Regions from separate parts of the Bombyx mori genome. Here region 1 is linked to region 2. A link is a contact called in public Hi-C data. All regions are on one chromosome and are shown on one strand. Each heading gives the region's core, a stretch centred on a gene start, on an enhancer-like site or on the middle of the called end of the contact. The rest is flanking DNA. Distances are from core to core; before and after follow the strand shown. Region 1 overlaps LOC101741810 (tensin-1). Region 2 overlaps LOC101741810 (tensin-1).

Evidence for each region. Hi-C and Micro-C count contacts between places; a contact is called where the count stands out from the background.
Region 1: a Hi-C map of midgut shows a contact between it and region 2, with 1.9 times the contacts expected there. The contact joins two enhancer-like sites. A contact is called at or near these places in 3 of 7 Hi-C or Micro-C datasets (midgut and whole pupa).

What each region holds. Positions count from the first base shown.
Region 1 is chr4:9,819,777-9,824,213 of ASM3026992v2, forward strand. The region is part of intron 5 of LOC101741810 (tensin-1); the gene reads left to right. Among protein-coding and RNA genes, the nearest start is that of LOC134198781, 18 kb to the right of the region's middle. Within about 2 kb of position 1,810, at least 1 of the 8 cell types and tissues checked has open chromatin away from gene starts, as enhancers often do.
Region 2 is chr4:9,777,870-9,781,748 of ASM3026992v2, forward strand. The region is part of intron 3 of LOC101741810 (tensin-1); the gene reads left to right. Among protein-coding and RNA genes, the nearest start is that of TRNAM-CAU, 14 kb to the left of the region's middle. Within about 2 kb of position 2,397, at least 1 of the 8 cell types and tissues checked has open chromatin away from gene starts, as enhancers often do.

The sequences.
Region 1 (4,437 bases), core at 560-3,059, 41 kb after region 2:
TGATAAGTTCGAAAAGAACTTGTGTTACAGGTACCAGATAACGGAAATAAATGTAAGATTTTTATTATACACATACATATATTTAATATACATCCACAACCCTGGAAAAGACATTTATATTTATCATACAAATATCTTCCCTTGGCGGGATTCGAACCCGCAACCCCCTTGTGAAGTGACCATGTCACTTACCACTATACCAGACGGCTAATGCGTGGCTGTCTGTTTTGATTTGAATTCAGTGACATTATCAAGGCAAATTCGCTGGAGCATATCCCCCCAAAGGTTGTGCCGACAATTTCCGTCGAAGCCGAGTAGCGGAAGAGCCCACGTAATGGCGTAATTGTGTTTTCGTATGACTGATGACCCCGTCGGCACCTATATCCGAATTCCTAATGTCTCGACATTTAGTGGAGTGTATTTAGAAGTAAAACTAACAACTGCGTTTCGCAATTTCCTTATCAATTGTCTACATAATTACCACATTGTTTTCGTAACCGATCTATTCAAATAATTCGTTTTTGTGATAATGCAATACTTTGGCTATGATGTTTTGACATTACTCGTTACTATTATAATGTTATTAATAATAATTTAAATTAATTATGTTGTTGTCTCATTGCATTAAATTACTAGATATATTCGAGGAAGTATCTATTAGAGATAGTGCTTTTGGTGTGGCGCTTACAGAGATCGTCTGTCTGGATAGGTAAGATGGGCAAGTATACCGGTTATTTCTGCCCTGAAAAAGTAATGCGTTCCGGTGTAAATAGACTCTGACGTCATATTAAGTTTTTTTTTTTTTTAGATGTGTGGACGAGCTCACAGCCCATCTTGTGTTAAGTGGTTACTGGAGCCCATAGACATCTACAGTGTAAATGCGCCACACACCTTGAGATATAAGTTCTAAGATCTCAGTATAGTTACAACGGCTGCCCCACCCTTCAAACCGAAACGCATTATTGCTTCACGGCAGAAATAGGCGGGGCGGTGGTACCTACCCGTGCGGACTCACAAGAGGTCCTACCGCCAGTAATTACGCAAATTATAATTTTGCGGGTTTTGATTTTTATTACACGATGTTATTCCTTCACCGTGGAAGTCAATCGTGAACATTTGGTTAAGTACGTATTTTATTAGAAAAATTGGTACCCGCCTGCGGGATCCGAACACCGGTGCATCGCTAGATACGAATGCACCGGACGTCTTATCCTTTAGGCCACGACGACGACCGAAGTTTAGTAACGGCGTCCACGTTGCTATGTCTATAGACTCGGTATTCGCTTAATATCAAGAGAATCGGATTAAGGTATCGACTTAATCACCATAAATAAAATTTTGAACACAAAAAACAAATTCGTATAGGTACATTCGTAGTTAATTTTTTTTACTTCTTACAAACGTGTGAAATAGTCTTTATCATCTGTACCATACTCTCACGCAAAAGATTACACATCCCCAAACGGGTATAATATATTAGTACATTTTCAACTTTGCTAAACGGGTATATTATATTAGTATTTTCAGCTTTGCTAAGTTATGCATGTGTAAAAATGACTTGCTTCGTACCGTATCTTCCTAAGTACTACTTGCGGTTAGCGGTCCCTTCACAATGTAATGGAATGTTAATAGCATGAAAGAGAACTATGTTTAACTCATAACTGATTACTTCAAAAACCGATCGTAACATTACTTCAAAGCCGATCACAAATATTTACTACGAATCTATAATGATTAGTATACACTCCGTGATGTTAAGTTTCTCGTGTGCCATTAAATGGCTAACAAAATCACACCGGTCTCATGAATTATGCAAACGTTCAAAGAAAGGGATACAAAGATGAAACCGTATTTCAGTTTCCGAAGTCAGAATGAATAATTTAGATTGCCAGGGAGTAGGGCTGTCAAGGAAAAATAAAGTGTATATTAATTTTTTTTTTTTTTAGACAAGTTAATTTAGTAAGTTACGTAAGTTAAGCTAAGTTAATTTTTCAATATTTTTTTGAGTTAAGAGTGTTTTTTATTTAATAAGGTTTTGCCAAACCCCACTTTTTTGTTATAAAATATCTTCCTTTGAAGGCAACCCTAACTTGACACGAGAATATTCGAATTACATGAGTATACTGAATACAAATAATAGATACCATTCAGGATATCATGATTTTTATTCTCCTTACTTTAAATACGCGTATACAATAATTTCAATAGTTTCATTGAATACTGTGTTATGTCACTGTTACAAATGTCGCGGATACAATTACGTAAAGAAAGAAAATAATGAAATCTGTTTTGTATTTTCACATCTTATTTGCATGCCGTCACCTAGTCAAGTTGTTTGTCGAGTTCGACTCGAACGTATAATACGTATGTAACTTGCAGATACAGTGGAATTCAAATGCCTAGCAAAGTCACATTGAATCGCAAGTGAGCATTGCAAGTAGAATAATGACTATTCAAGTGACAATGTAGATCTCACTACGGTGTTGTAATACCGAGTAAAGAGTCCAAGGATTAATGAAAGTGAAAAATGTACGTACAGTTTTTTTTGGTACCTTCGATGGAAGACGAGCGTACGGCCCTCCTATTGAAGAATGACCAATATCGTTCACAGATTCAGCATGGCTAGGGACACTACGATACTGTAACGCCAACCGACATTTTCTGTAGAGGCAGCGCGAGCCCGCACTGGTAGGTTCCACCACTCTTTCAATTTCTGCTTGTAATCATTAAAGGATGGGAAAACTCTTAAGATAGACAGTTGAGACTTCGAGTGTCAATGTTGGTGTCAGCATTCCCATTCTTACGTGCCTGGACTCCGATGACTACAAGTAGAATATAAAATCCTATACGTACATAAATAGTTTTGTAAAATTGTTATAAATTACGGAAATTACCTTATCGTGAGTGATACGCGGGACCGATATAATATAACAAACGTATACGAGATTGGATCCTTTCGTTTCGTATCAATATTATTCAGATGAACAATCTGTTTTTGTTTATTACCGATCGGCCTTTTTTTGGGTTATCTGATATTTTTCGTTTATTTTGAATTCATCGCAACGCACAGGGGCGGTAGGTGTTCTTTTTTTTGTAAAATATTTTTCCTGAAATTCCGACCTCGTGAAAAACGGTAATGTTCTTAAATATGATTGATTGATTTCATAGTGGCAGAAGAATAAATTTTTAAATTTATCCCGCAACATTCGATAATTTTACAATTTAACTAGCGGGTCTGATCAACTTTTTTTTTATTGCCTTTGCAGGTAGACGAGTACACGGCCCACCTGATGGTGAATGGTTACCGTCGCCCATGGACTTCAGCAATGCCAGGGGCAGAGCTAAGCCGCTGCCTACCGCTTAATACTCTGTGGATGCGTAAATGTTGTCTTGTCGTGAAAATAATAAAACAATCTTGGAATTCGACCGTAGCGCTACCTAAGGTGTCCAATTTTGAATCTAAACCTTACAACGACCTGTTCAAATATACCAAAAAAATCATCAAAATCGGGTCAGCCATTTAGCAGCTAAATGACAAATATACGTGTAAATGATAGAAATGTCTATATTTAAATAAACATTTATATACATACTTATTAATATTGTATACTTAACATATAACCTGACATATGTTCACGCAAAGTTCAGAAATTAGCAAAAACATCATGTAACAATATAATAAGAGACTCGATATTATATCGTAAATCCTAACCTTCCGAAACTAATTCAGTTCAATTATATTATAATCACACGAATCATTTATACTGCATGACTGCTTTAATTCAGAAATTGGCAAATGACCACAGGGACCGGTGCAAACACACGCTATATCCAAACACCACAAAAAAACTTAAAATAATGTTTTTATGCCTTGACTAAGTAGAACAATAACACTTTATCAGCATATTTGAGATAAAATCTTTTAGGTGAACAACAGGTTTTGGAACCGAAACTAACAGTTGTGTCACTCATAGCTATTTGACCTGTGTAATAAGATTGAACGCGCATATCTTTATATCAGCATGTGTTTTCACTTTACAATTACGTCGCTGACGTAGGAGACCACCCACCGAAGACGCGCGATAGAGATCACGGGCGTCAGGTGTTGGGGCATAGGTTACTAGCACCGCTATTAATAAAGTTCGACATTTGAACAATGGGCCTGAAACTAAATTTTATTCAAAGTAACAGAAAGCCCGACGATATCGCAGACATTCATCGAACAGAATGTTTTAGGGTCTTTATTATATTCACAGGCGTATCTATAAATAAAGATGCAATTCTCCATTGATAATTATCAGAGCTTACAGTCAACGCATGAATGCCACCACTCGCTTTGAGGCAATAAGATCTAAAAGTCAATAGGATTGAAATAACGGCTGTTCAATCAATCGAACCGAAATGAATGATTTCCTTGTTGTACAAATATGTGGTACT
Region 2 (3,879 bases), core at 1,147-3,646:
ACTTGCGATGAGCCGGCAACCCTCGCAGCCTTCGCTAAGATTAAACATTAATTTTGAATTTAATGCTCGCATTCACTTTAAAAATTTATTCACTTACGTCCTGAAACTTAAATAAACTAAACGCTGTTAATTAAATTAGTTGCAAAGGGCTAAAATTCACCACGAATTTTATCTTAAGTACCTATTTTAGTTTACAAGGTTATGTGCTTACGATTAACATTTGCATGGTTATCAAAATTAGAGCAATGCAGTTAGTTGTCTTTGGTTATAAAAAAAACTTTACATAGCTTCGAGGCGTAACACAGAGTATATCGAGATAATTCTTAGTATTGATCAATCTCAAAGAGAGATTGGAATTTAAAGAATGTCTTGCTGTCCACTTCCAATACCTACCCCAATAGATAGAGCATAAAAGAGGCAACTGTAGCTCACACTGGATGCTTTGTACTGGTTTCTGCGTTTCTAATTAGGCTAATTTCAAGATAACCTGGCAATTTAAATATTATCCATATTAATAAGTAAAGACAAACAGTACATTTTTCTCGTCCGCTCGTCAACCGTATTTCATTTTATTTAGTAGCCGCTGTAGCAAATCTAATAAGTAAATAAAATGATTTTGAATTTTGAGGTGTCAATGATTATGGTCGAAAGTCGACTAAAGCGCGAACACTTGTTAAATAACCAAATATGTACAAGAATTCTGATAAGAGCTGATTCGAGATACGGCAACAAACAGCAAAAATGGCAGATAACCCCTGCTTGGGATTAATTAGTGTTTTTTCTCAAAGATATCTACAAAGATATAGTAAAAAAAAACACCTAGTGGAATTATATATATATATATATATAATAAATTAAATTGTAACATATTTTTTGTCTCTACAGTCTCTCTCCCCGAATTTTCCCGTAAATAACAAAGAGTTGTGACATGTTGAGTACATAATCATCTCGCTCGGTCATTAGTCAGTTGGGTAAAATGTGAGCATTGTCCAACTTCAGTAATTATTTGAGGAGCTTTACCAAGGTGAGATTGTTTGGCCATGACCATGTTTTTGTGATTTGCGTCAAAATATGGGCCTAAGTATATCAAGATATGATTCTCAATAAGGCGCTTAAGTTTTCTCATAAAACAATATTCAATAACTAACAATGTTCCTTTCAGTAACTGTCACTGGGTAATAAAGCTCCACCCACACAAATAATGGCTTAGAATGGCACGTTTCTAATTTCATCAGATCTGATGAAGGTCCGTTTCCTGGTACCTTTATTGCCTCTTTAAGAGAGTATGACATGTTCTGAGCCCCATGATAGTTTGGAGTTCTTTGAATGAAAAACCCTGTCTTCCATGTTCCATGTTTTTATGGTAAGACTAGCTAAATTTACGACGAAGTTTACGAAATTTACGATAAAGACACGTATTAAGAGTATTTTGTCAAATACACCAAACGAGTAATGTCCTTGGAGTCGGATAGCAACGCAGTAATTTGATAATATCAAGTTTTACGTGAAGGGAATACATATAAATCTAACCTCACGGCTCACACCAGAATAACAGATGTTCGGTTCATCAAAAATAATAAAATCTTTTTAACGTTGTAGATAAACATAAGAGCTTACGGCTTACATTTTTTATTTATTTATTGCCTAGGCGGGTGGGTGAGCTCACGGCCCACCTGATGTTAAGTGGTTACCGGAGCCCATAGACATCGTAAATGCCGTCACCTACCTTGAGCTATGAGTTCTAAGGTCCCAGTATAGTTACAACGGCTGCCTCACCCTTCAAGCCGAAACGCATTACTGCTTCACGGCAGAAATAGGCATTACCTGTCATTTAGTGGTTACATTATTAGCCTATAGGCGTTAAAAAACAAATGCTCACGCCAGCCAGCAATGCTCACGGATCGCTTGGAGCCTCTGGGTCTGCGGAGGGACTTCGGGTCCCTCTGTATTTTGTACCGCATGTTCCATGGGGAGTGCTCTGAGGAATTGTTCGAGATGATACCAACGTCTCGTTTTTACCATCGCACCGCCCGCCACCGGAGTAGAGTTCATCCATACTACCTGGAGCCACTGCGGTCATCCACAGTGCGTTTCCAGAGGTCTTTTTTGCCACGTACCATCCGGCTATGGAATGAGCTCCCCTCCACGGTGTTTCCCGAACGCTATGACATGTCCTTCTTCAAACGAGGCTTGTGGAGAGTATTAAGCAGTAGGCAGCGGCTTGGCTCTGCTCCTGGCATTGCTGAAGTCCATGGGCGACGGTAACCACTTACCATCAGGTGGGCCGTACGCTCGTCTGCCTACAAAGGCAATAAAAAAAAAGCCTTGAAATATAAGATCGAGTCCCAACGGTGTCGTACACATAAGGCCAGTACCATGTTTCAGATGTGAACAAATGACTGCTTCATGGCAGAGACAGGGAGGATAGTACCTACATGGTACCACCCTACGCAGAGCACACAATATGCTGTGCCATTATTATTTAAAGCTATATATACAAATATGTATGTGGGAGTGTTTTGTGAAGACCAGATCAGTACGTATTTGCTATGCGATTAGAAATTTTAAAACCTGTTTGCGGATTTTAATTCCCGACACAATCGCATCGAATCTTACCCATTAATTTCAAAAAACATTTATACAATGTTTTCGGATCGTATACATTTCATTTCGTCTGATGATTCAACAAACAAGTTTCCAATACGCCGCGTAGTTCTGTGAAATTTAAATTAGTCCTTTCATGAATTTCATGCAAATTGTACGCGGAGTACTGTAAGAATATCGCACCTTTAGAATTGAAGTGGCTTAATCCAAAATTCTCGTTTTTTTTTGTAAACGCCAAAAATGGAAATTGAATAATTTTTCAGTTTTGATTTTAATCTTTTAATTCTTAAAGCGCATAAGAAGGTTTAAGATATTCGCTTAATTTAAAAGAGACGGAAAGTGTACTTTGACATTTTCGAACTAAAATTTAAATTTAATTTATAATTTTAAGATTGTAATTGTATAAGCTGATAGAATACATGTTTATAAATTGTTCAAAGTATAAAACTCATTTTCTTAAAATTTTTAGTTAAACCACTTCAATACTAAAGGTGCTTGCTATATTTTGTGATACTATTTTGTTAGGTCGCACTTTACCTTGTTGTTTCATTTGCATTGCTAAGTAGAGACACCGCCTGACACCGGTGTACCAAATATACTAATAGGTACTTGCACTCCTTTAATAAAAACATTAAAATGTTTAATCTGTATAGATAGACATTGAATGTTGATCTACCATACCCGTTCTTGTAGACCGAATGGTAAACAATCGACATCGCCCTAAACACGTCATTACGGATGATGCTTTGCTACGTGCTTTTAGGTACCACAAGCACCGGTCACCGTCCTCGTCGAAACCGTCGCTTGCGACGAAGGGCTCGACGAGTGAATTAACCCATAGACACAGCCCACTGAGTTTCTCGCCGAATCCTCTCAGTGGGTCACGTTTCCGATCCTGTGGTAGATTCTGCGAAGCACTGCTCTTGCTAGGGTCAGTGTTAGCAACACTTCCGGCTTGAGCCCCGTGAGCTCACCTACATGTTAGGGTGAAGCTGAAATAACCTCTCAAGGCTATCAGCATAGGTAGGAAAAGAAAAAAGAAGTTGATCTACAACTCTCAGATTACCAAATCAGTTCCGCGCCGATTGATCAATATTGATGCGGAGAGGAAGCTGTCAAATATTATCTTAAGTACGTATGACAAAGCGATCAACCATATCTTATTAAGATTGAGTAAATACACTTGTTGCTCTCATGTATGTATATTCTCAATTACCTTCGAAGATATTTTTTTTTTCATTGCTCAGATGGTTGGACGAGATCACAGCCCACCTG